Linked DNA regions of Sus scrofa: regions 1 and 2 are each linked to region 3. A link is a contact called in public HiChIP or PLAC-seq and promoter capture Hi-C data. All regions are on one chromosome and are shown on one strand. Each heading gives the region's core, a stretch centred on a gene start, on an enhancer-like site or on the middle of the called end of the contact. The rest is flanking DNA. Distances are from core to core; before and after follow the strand shown.

The links. Promoter capture Hi-C pulls out the DNA fragments that hold promoters and counts their contacts. HiChIP or PLAC-seq counts read pairs in DNA pulled down with a chosen protein or histone mark.
Region 1: an H3K27ac HiChIP or PLAC-seq map of skeletal muscle shows a contact between it and region 3. The contact joins the promoter of OSTF1 here to the promoter of CARNMT1 in region 3. A contact is called at or near these places in 9 of 47 Hi-C or Micro-C datasets (alveolar macrophages, blood, embryonic fibroblasts and 4 more) and 2 of 2 datasets of contacts at active chromatin or transcription factors (alveolar macrophages and skeletal muscle).
Region 2: a promoter capture Hi-C map of fetal liver shows a contact between it and region 3, with 2.7 times the contacts expected there. The contact joins the promoter of C1H9orf40 here to the promoter of CARNMT1 in region 3. A contact is called at or near these places in 2 of 5 promoter capture datasets (fetal liver and liver), 10 of 47 Hi-C or Micro-C datasets (alveolar macrophages, fibroblasts, heart right ventricle and 4 more) and 2 of 2 datasets of contacts at active chromatin or transcription factors (alveolar macrophages and skeletal muscle).

What each region holds. Positions count from the first base shown.
Region 1 is chr1:228,139,943-228,143,430 of Sscrofa11.1, forward strand. It overlaps OSTF1 (osteoclast stimulating factor 1), which reads left to right and starts at 2,217. Exons shown (of 10, transcript NM_214005.1): 1 at 2,217-2,447. The coding sequence starts at 2,414. It overlaps NMRK1 (nicotinamide riboside kinase 1), which reads right to left and starts at 1,948. Exons shown (of 9, transcript XM_003121961.4): 1 at 1,712-1,948.
Region 2 is chr1:228,043,489-228,046,929 of Sscrofa11.1, forward strand. It overlaps C1H9orf40, which reads right to left and starts at 1,737. Exons shown (of 2, transcript XM_003121960.4): 1 at 1,079-1,737. The coding sequence starts at 1,507.
Region 3 is chr1:228,090,098-228,093,632 of Sscrofa11.1, forward strand. It overlaps CARNMT1 (carnosine N-methyltransferase), which reads right to left and starts at 2,161. Exons shown (of 8, transcript XM_003121964.5): 1 at 1,701-2,161. The coding sequence starts at 2,149. LOC106507622 (a long non-coding RNA gene) reads left to right here and starts at 2,159. Exons shown (of 4, transcript XR_002336413.1): 1 at 2,159-2,238.

The DNA of each region.
Region 1 (3,488 bases), core at 967-3,466, 50 kb after region 3:
GAACAATGTGGAGGTTGGGGATGTCAACCCCCTTGCATTCAAAAAGTCCACTTCTAACTTTATAGCCAGCCCTCTGTATCTAAGGTTCTGCATCCTTGGATTCAATCAAGCTGGGATTATGTGGTACTGCTGGACCAGTTCAAACCTGTGTTAAGAGTCAACTGTACTTTATTTGCCCATTAAGTGCAAGGCTTTCTTTAACAGCTGAGAGAATTTGCTAAGGCTGAGGAGAACAGATTAAGATAGCCAAGAGCTAAGCCAAACTGAGTAATTTTTTTAATGCTTTTTTTAAACTCTAAGTAAAATATGTTGTTCAGTCCTTTTTTCCATAGCTGGTATGTGTTTATGATATTTAAATTATTTCACTACTAAATGTGGTACATTTTGGATTCTAACTGCCAAATTGTCAGAGGTGGCACGGGTGGAATCAACAGATTATAAGAAAGACAGCAACTCCCTAGTATAAATGGATGACAGCTAGCTAAGGAAACAGGGGGCTTTTCAGGATGTATAAAGAGCAGCCTGGTTTTTCTAAAAGTGTAATGTTTCAAGACTTCCCATCCATTTATTTTATTACATATTTTGATAACCTTCTATGTGACAAGGAAGTCTTCTACTGTTTTTAATTTTAAAAAAATTTAAATTTAATTAAAAAAATTTTTTTGGTCGCCCCAGGCCAGGGATGAATCCAAGCTGGAGTTGCTACCTATGCCACAGCTACAGCAAGGCTGGATCCTTACCCAATGTGCTGGGCAGAAGATCAAACATTCCTGCTGCTGCAGAGACACTGTCCACCCCACTGGGCCACAGTGGGAACTCCTATTTTTTAAACTTTGCTCCCTTTCAGTAAACAGCAATCTCCCAAGGCTGGTGTTTCTGAATACACGACCCATGCCCTTTTCTCTTGGAATCATTCTTTCATTAACCCCAGGGGAAACTTTGAAGGTTCATTTTACATAGAGTCTCATGTAAAATATTTCCCATTTTTCTTCCTCCAAACAAACAACTAGTTTATGATATAGCCTGTGCTGTTTTGAGTTTAACACACACAGTGTTTCTCCTATGCCCCAGCCTCCCAGTGGAGATTCAATCTGGTAATCTGAGGTGGGCAAACTTGCTCTGCCAAGTACTGTTATGGTGAATGTTCTCGGCTTTGCAGGCAGCTGCTCAGTTCTGCTGTTAGGCAGCAAAAGTGGCGGGAGACAATACATAAGCAAATGAGCGTGGCTGTGTTCTAATAAAATTTATGGACACTGAAATCTGAATTTCATATAATTCTCACGTGCCAAAAAATCTGCTGCTTCTGATTTCTTTTAAGCCATTAAAAAAATGTGAAAACCATTCTCAGGTGGTACAATAACAGGCGGCAAGGGGGCCGCAATTAGCCGAATCCAATGCTACAGAAATAAAAATTTTCTCCTGCCCTAGGGATCATGACCTGACTCTGCCCCAGTGACTTCTCCCAACAACCTGAACGGTCTCTAGAAGGCAGACTCCCATTTTAAGGATTATTAGGGGGCGTGAGAGCACCACACCATCACGAGTACACGTCCTCCTGGGCAGGCCACGGATCAGTCCCTTTATGGTGGTAGGAGCCTCAACAAGGCTTTCAAGACACAACCAGGCTCGGGCTCCAGCGCTGGAACACTGTGGAAATACCTCCTGGCCCCAGAGAGTCGGCGCTGCGCGGCGGGGTCTATCAGGTACTCACCCAGCGCCAGTTCGAGTGCTCCCAAGCAGAGCGGCACAAGCAATTGCCAACCGCACGCCTCTCACTAACCCTCCGCAACCCCCGAAGCTCGTTAACCGAGACGCCCACAAGTCCTTCCCCCGCGCCCCTCCCGGGTCAGAGGTGGCCCAGGGTAGAGGTGACAAACCCCAGGTTTCCGTCCCACCCGGAGCGGACGCGGCGCCCGGCTCCAGCCGGCGTTGGGCGGGGCGGGACTCCGGAGAGCGTGGCCGCGTGCGCGCGCTCGCGCTCCTACACAGTCCAGCCCTTTCCCCTCCTTGCCGCGCGCCCCTGGCTGGCCCTGGCGCGAGCCTACGACGCCCCCGTTCGGCTCCGGCTGATTCTGCCGCCGCGCGCGCTGTCGTGCGCGCCTCCCGCGCTCCTGCCTCGGGGAAGCTGGCAGCAGGGGAGCCAATTAGCGCTCGGCGAAGCGGCGGCCACTTCCTCATCTGTCCGGCCGCGCGCTCCGGACGGGTCTGTCGGCCGCGGGGCGGGGCGGGGTACTGCGCGGAGCGGCTCTGCCAGCTTCTGCTTGTCTGGCTGCCAAGGGTGGACGCAGGTCCTTGAAGGCGCCCCGATGCAAGCCAGACAAAAAGAAACTTTGGGGCGCCCGGAGTGCCGAGTGGAGGGGCGTTCGTTTGGCTTTTCGTGCGTGGTCTACAGGATCAGCCGCTCCAGGAAGAGATGTCGAAGCCGCCACCCAAACCGGTCAAACCAGGTAAGGGAGGTGCTCGCGGGTCCCCTGGCCGCCGCGGTGCTCTGCGCTCCCTTTGCCACTTGGCAGGGCAAACCAGACACGTACCCGGCCCCAGCCTCGCTTTCGAAAAGGGACCCACCGGGATAGGAGTTGTTAGCGTTGCTGCTGCGTTCGCTGTAGCGGGGCGATCAGTTTGGATAGCAAGAAGATTTTCGAGGAATTTAAAAAATTTTATTTTTGAAGAGGAGTCACGCTTGGCTTTGCAACATTGTCATTAGCGGCAACTTTCCAGGCGATGCGAAGGCTACGTCCCATTGAAGCTTTCCTGGAAGACAGGGCCATTGATCTCCCTTAGGAAAAAAAATAAATGTCTTGAAATGGGTTTTTAGCCACTTCCTCTTTTTTTTTTTTTTTTTTTTCAGTGTGTGTCACTGTCAAGTTTGAGTTCTTGACCGGCCAAAGGGAACGGGAAGTGCGCTGCTTGTAGGGTGGGGTGCGTGAGCGGGTCTTCTTTGGGACTTTTGAGAGGAGCTGCGTTCGAAAATTGACCTCGAGATCTTGAGGAAAGCTTTTACAAAAGTGTACTTGAACTCCGGACTAGAAGAATCTAGGCTGTGGCAGGATAATCTCAGCAATTGCTATTCGGAAGTGTCATTTTATCAGGCAATACAAGTCCTTTGCCTCCACTCCCCTAATGAATTTGGCTAAATTGGAGAGGATGAGATTACTAAGTTCCTCAAAGCAGCGCTAAAGAGCGCTTGTAGTCCTTGTTCATTTTTATTTTATCCTTAGAATATTTCCTGGGATATGGAGAAAGGAGAATTTAAGAGGGAATTAATTATTTCAGTTCAGTACTGTAACAGACTCATTCATGCATTCATCCGGTAGGTAGGTACAGAAAACATAGGAAATGGAAGATAAATTCTCAGTTTTTTTCTTCCATTCTCATGTAACATCAGTATAACGCAGGCTGAAATTTAGCCATCTAGGTCAATTTCAAAGTAACCTTGTTTAGGAAGATAATATTTTCTTGATCTTCCTAAATTTTAGTCAAGCACTCCA
Region 2 (3,441 bases), core at 487-2,986, 47 kb before region 3:
GCTAAGATGTAGTGGTTGAGAGAATTTGCTGAATTCCGAGCCCTGAATTTGGTTCTTCCATCCTGAAAGCTGATCAAACCCAGAACTGCCAAAACTCACCTTGAACTCCTAAGACTAGACCAAATTGCCCCCAAAATACATAATGCCAGCCACAAACATAATTTAAAATTTTCTAAAAGTCATATTAAGTAAAAGAAACAGGTGAAATGAAATCTATTTTATTCAATCCAAGACCTCGAAATTATTTCAATATCATCAATGTAAACATTTTTGAGACCTTCAAAATCTAGTATCTAGTATTTTACACTTTGAGCACGTCTCAGTTTGGACTAGTCACATTTCAGGCGTTCAGTTGCGTCGCACAGCCAGCTAGCGGCTGCCACAGTGAATAGCACAGATCTAGACAGAGCTTATGTGCAGAGATGGGGCAGGCTCATTCCCAGGGAACTGAAACTCTCCAAAGATCCTCATACACAGGATTTACCTTAAGAACTAAATTAATTTTCAACAACGATCCTCTTTCACAGGATCATATTTAACACTGAGTTAAAACACCTTTTCCCAACATTCGGAAGCCCTTTTTCTCTACCAAGAGTTGTACCATGCCTAAAGGATGTCCAAGTGATGGCTACCACAACGGTCACCCTCTTTAGAAAGAAAATTACCACGAATTCCGGGGGAAAAAAATCATCGTTAAACGAAAGAAGGTGCGATACACCTTTCTCCGACATTTGTTGTTGAGCTGAACTTATTTAGGTTCACAGTCAACGTCTTCACCAGGCGCTAAACAGTCTGTCAAGACCAGATTCCCTCTCACACAGCACAGGTGCAAGGCCACTTTTCCCCCTAAAGTATCTTAAAACTCTCTGGGGCACTTGGTGTATTTGGCGGGGGGCGGGGGGGGGGTGTTCGTTCCTACGGCGGGGACCCTGTTTTCCAGCTTTCGGAGTGTCGTGACGGAGGCAAATCTAGACCCGATCGATTCCTTCCCGGGACGCGAAGTGCCCGGAAAAGCGTGACCCCTTCAGCCCTCACACGCCCCCGCCCCCCGAGCGCCCAGCCCACCGCCAGCCCCTACCTGGCGCGGTGCTGCCCCCCATTCTCCCCGCTGGGGCTCTGCGCGCCCCGCCCCGTCGTCGCCACTGCCGCTCGGGGGCCGGACGCTCTGGGGCTCCTCCCCCGGCCCGCGGGGCCGTACAAGCGGCTGCAGGAGCGGCGGCTCGCCGGTCTCCAGGCCGCGGCCCTCACGCCCCGGGGCGCCGGTGTCCCCGCCGTCGCGGCGCTTACTGGGCGAAACCGAAGGTTCCGTCATAGCCCCCGCGTCTATTTTACGCTTTCGTGGAAGCTCTGGGACGCGGAAGGGCTGCCTGGGATGCGAGGCCCCCGGCGGCGGGATCCAGAGCGGCGGCGGTGGAGGCGGCGGCGGCTCCTCAGGGAAATCGCACAGCAGGAGCCGCTTCCAAGGCACGTGGAACGTCAGCGGCTCGGCCGCACGCCGCTTGGCCATGGGTCCCGAAGGCTCGGGCGGAGCCCGCCCGGCGCGGGAGGCCGAGCACCGATAGCTGCGGGGGCGAGGGCGGGGCGCGAGAGGAAGGGCGAGGACAAAGTCTCCGCGAGACGGCTGCTGGAAGATGCAGTGGGCGGAGGGGGTGGGCGCGGCCGGTCCAGCCCGGCCCTCGTGCACCGCCCTTACTGCAGCCGAGGTGCTGCCGGACGTTGGTGAGCAACTGCGAAGCGGCGAAGATTCGAACCTGCGCACAAATGTGCGCGCGCGCAGTCGCGCCGGCGGGCGGAGCCGCTGGTTGGTGGAAGCTAGCGGGGCGAGCTCCCGAGCGCCCCCGCGGCCGGAAGTGCGCGCCCCGGGGCGAGACGGGAAGGCTGCGGCGGGTTTATTAAAGGCCCAATCTAATCGCCCTGGGAGGGTGTGACGTTTTCTCAGGGGCTGGGAGGTGCGTGTGCAAATCCCAAGCTTGAAGTGTTTATATTACTGTTACTTTCCTCTAGTTACTGGCCACCGGGAAGTCACCAGGAAGTTAAAGCAGAATTAATAAACACACTTAAAACACACAATAAATTAGTGTTAAGAAGCTCTGGCGCTACGTTAAGTGATTATTAGAGACATACTGTTTGTACACTCAAGGCTGAGGGAAGTGGCTAAAGCCAATGAGCAAAATCAAAACAAAAAACCAACGAGAGTGTGTTTTTCGGTGGGTGCTGTGGAATGTGAATAAGCACTACATTCCTCGATCTTTTGATTAAAAATTCATTGGTGATGTTACAAAGATGTGCAGCTCATCTAAGAGCTAAGCCTGGGGCACAGCTCTTTTCCAACTAAAACCCGAAATTGACTCTTAAATTATGTAGGAATCTCACAGAGTCCCTGCTTACTCTGCATGGTGGTCATAAGTGAGATTCCAAGAACTCTCTTAAAATTGTGTGTTATCAAGAAGAAAAGTGAGGAGAGGATAACAACAATGTATTTACTACGCCTTATATTTTAATAGTTGATAAAGACAGTAAACAAGTAAAGAAATGTAAGGAGGAAAATTATAAGTGCTTTGAAGAGAGAAACTGCTATGTTCTTCTAGAGAAAAAGTTTGCAAGAAAGATAACTGTGTTCCATCCGGTTGGAATTACCTGTATATTAATTACCCCACGCCCCTGCACCTCAAGGCTGTTCTGAGAGGATAAGCTAACCACTTGTTTATAAGTAAGTACCACTATATAGTAAGTAGGGTAGTAAACATTAGCTTTTCCGTTTGATCTTTCCTTTTCCTCTCATTCCTTTTTTTTTTTTTTTTTTTGTCTTTTTAGGGCCTCACCCGTGGCATATGGAAGTTCCCAAGCTAGGGGTCTAATCAGAGCTGTTGCTCCCTGTATACGCCAGAGCCACAGCAACACCAGATCTGAGCCACATCTGCGGCCTACACCACAGCTCATGGCAATGCCAGATCCTTAACCCAGGGATCTAACCTGCAACCTCAAGGTTCCTGCTCAGATTCATTTGTGATGCTCCATGATGGGAATTCCTGTTTTCCTTTCATTCCCCTGTCTCTCCTCTGGTAACCACCTGTTTGTTGTGGTTTCTATGACTGGTTCTCTTGTTATATATGCGCATTTGTTTTTTTAGGTTCCAAGGGTAAAAAATCATACAGTATCTTTCTCTGACTCATTTCACTTAGCATAATATCCTATAGGTCCATCTATATTGTTGCAAATGGCAAGATTTCATTATTTTTCATAGCTGAGTAATATTTCATATATGGATCATTTTCAAGCCTGGAAGCTTAGGGCTAGATGTGCATTTATCTTTTCAAAGTGTTTTCATTTTTTTTAGGTATACGTACCCAGGAGTGTAATTGCTGGATCATATGGTAGTTCTGTTTTTAACTTTTTGAGGAACCTCCTTACTGTTTTCCATGTCGGCCTCACTAAGTTACA
Region 3 (3,535 bases), core at 911-3,410:
ATCTGATTCTTCCAGGCACAGTACCTGTAACAAATTCTCTGGTTATCTGTCTTCCTCCATCTGTTAATACTAAATAAAATCCCCATACTACAAATAGGCTTTTGAGCTGCATAAGTAATGCAGTCCATGGTTCTTATGCCTGGGTTTAATTAGTAAATTACTTCATCAGCTTTCCATTTCAAAAATTCATGTCACATATGTAATCCGAATTTAAATAATTTTAATTTTTTTTTCTTCTTGGCTTTCATAGGGCCGCTCCTGCGGCACATGGAGTTCCCAGACTAGGGGTCTAATCGGAACTGTAGCCACCAGCCTACGCCAGAGCCACAGCAATGCCAGATCCGAGCTGTGTCTACAACCTACACCACAGCTCACAGCAAGCCAGATTGTTAACCCGCTGAGCAAGGCCAGGGATCGAACCCACAACCTCATGGTTCCTAGTCGGATTCGTTAACTGCTGAGCCACAACGGGAACTCCTAAATCTAAATAATTTTAAGCTTTTATTAAGCAATTTTTTAAATTCAAAATAGTAACAAAATAGCTTAGCCATTAGTCACAAATTGACAAACAGAATGACAAGTGTACTTCTTTGCTACTGTCTTATTTGTTAAAAATAGAGCTCCAACAACATGCCAAGCTGTAGTGACATAAAAACAAATAAGGCTCAATCCTGCCCTTGGGGAGGTCAGTCAAGCAATATAAAAAATTTGCATAAAGCACAGCAGGAGCCCATCTAAGGGAACAGTTTTACTTGAGTAGGAGATCACATCTATCTGATTCCAACTGCAGATTCAGAACAGTCATCAGTGGGCTCATCTCCTACACGAATTAAAAAAAAAAAGTGTTTTATTTACCTGAAAATCTAGTTGTTTAAAGCTCCTTTTAGATCTTGGAATTATAGTTTTGTGACTAAGCTATTTTAAGATGTATCTAGAAGAAAAGTGGAAATAAGTAAGTTTAAAAGTCCTACCACTGTTGCCCAACCCACAATGAGAATTCGATACATATTTGCAGAATAAAAGTGGCTCCTACAGTGCTTTCTCTCATTTCCCTCCTTAAAAATGAGCAAATTTTAGAACATCTGGCCTATCTCCGACCTTAATTTCACCCACAAGTTAAAGACATTGAGTGGCCTCCTTCACTCGCTCACCACAAAAATGCCTTGCGTTCATGCCGCCAAAGGGGGATGGGGTCGAAGTATTAATGCTGCTCTCATAAGAACTGGCAACAGTTTGGAAAAAAACGTCCTACGGCATCCCACGTGTAGGTGAACTTGGGCTCTCCGTTTGGTCAGTTTGGAGGACATGGACAACACATACAAATCATGCCCAGCACTGGAAGATTTACCTCCTTCTATCTGAAATTCCTTACAACACTTTTCTGGTCACCCCCACCGGCCTCAATGCCAAACCTTTAACAAGAGATGGATGGCATGAGGGCTAATCTGATCCTGAGGTCAGAAGACAAGGGGCTGAGCGGCAGACGACGCGACAGACACGCGGGTGTGCAGGTCCCGGAGGGGCTAAGGTGATGAGAGGAGACTCCGGGGCCCAGAGGTCAGCTCAGGCAGCGCGGTTCCGACGCCCCGGAGGCGTGGTGGCAACCGGGTGAGCGCAGCGGGCGCCACGCTGCCGGCTGGTCCGCAGCAAGCAGCTGGCGCCCCGACGGGCTGAGCCGGGGTCCGCCACAGGCTCCTTACCCGTAGTAGCGGAAGGCATTAATGATCTTCCAGAAGTGCTCACGCTCTAGCCTCTCCTCCTCTTCCTCGGTACTGTGCGCGACCGCCGCCGCCGCCGAAACCGCCACGGCGGAGCCCAAACGCCCGGCGGAGAACTGCACCTCCACCTCCTCGCTCCCGTTGCCTCCCCCGCGGCCGCAGCCGCCTCCCCCACAGCCCTCCGGCAGCTGAGAGGCAGGCGGCGGAGGGCGCCGCCGTCGCTGCATCGCCGCCTCGGCCCTCGGCCTGGCTCGCTTGCGTCTCGCCGCGACTGAAAGCGTGGTGGCGGCTGCTCGGCCTTCCTCTAGACGGCGCCCGCCGCGGACATGCCCCCAGCTCGCGATGCGCTCCACCCCCGCCGCCCTCAGGCCTCCATCCGCGCCGGGCTCCGCCAGGTCTTCAGAACGCCCGGAACAAGCGCGCATGCGCATCCGTGAGTACGCCGAAGGGCCGCAGCCACCTGCGCTCATTTGCTGTCCGGCTTCGGCGAAGGCGCGCTGACGACACGACGATGCGTGAGGTGGGCGGGGCTCTGGGCCGAGGCGGGGGGGGGGGACTCAGGGCCAGGTGGGTGGAGCGAAGGAGGAGGTTATTGGTGGGTTGGGATTGGCACCTGCGAGCCCCGCCTGGTTCGGGTTTAAGAGCCTCCAAGAGCTGAATGAAGAAATGGGCCGCTGAACTAAGGCTAGCATATTAGCAGAAGAGCGAAAGCAGAAAAAAAAAATTAGCTTTGATGAATTTATTCGGAACTTTTATTTCAGAAAGTCTGAAGGAAGTTCTTGCATTCACCCTAATTTGTTTTAATTAATTTCCTAAGTGAATTTCTATTCCTAATTGTGTAAAGAGAGAAGGACCCCATCATCTTTTTGGTGTTTAGGGACCTTCGAAAGTCCTAATCCAACCCTGGACTGGTGGTGGCAGCAGATCGGGGAAATGCAGGAACCTAACTCTATCTGCTAGTTGCGCACAGGAGCAGTAATGCGGTGCAGCACTAATATCTAATGGTGGCCCATAGCAATGCTGGACTTAACCACTTCCTTTTCGTCACCTACATTCACTTTTTACCCCATTTCTCTCTGGGCTCACGGATAAAACAGCTGTCCTACCTTCATTCAATGTTATTCTTAGGAAATAACTCATTCCACTCAATTTAATAAACCCCCAGCAAATTAGTCTTTCAAATAAGAGCAAAAGAAGAAAGGTTTTATTCAGGAGAGTTAAACTTGTCCAGGAGCCACAAATGCTGTTAAAAACATATAATGATATTGAAAAAGAAGTAGCTTCATTTTCATAAGTTAAATAAATTGAAATAAAGGCAAGGCTAAAGAAAAATAACTGTGGTTATTCTATGTTAATGTTACATTTTTATACTTTACGAAGCTTAAGGTCTGTTTTTTTGAAGAGTAATGCAGTAATATATGGTTCAAAATTCAAAAGGAAATTACAAAGGATTACAAATATAAAGTTTCTTTAACCTGCTCTTAGGACCCATATCCCCCTTCTAGACACAATATATCAATTCCTTGCCTGTAATTCCAAATTTTCTGTCCAGTACCTCCTTTCTTAGAGTCTGGTGTTTGAAAGTTATGTATAAATTCTTATAATATTAACTGTTACCAATACTGTTTTCATATGCACACACAAATTATACATGTCCTAACTGGTGACATATATCATGCTATGTAACATTTTATTTAATATTTTATATTTTAATTGTTTTTCTCTATTACCCTTTTTTTGTTTCTTACCTCAACTCTGTGAAGGAAACATTGTTATCTTTCTTTAATGAATAAAGAAACAGATTCAGAGAAATTAAT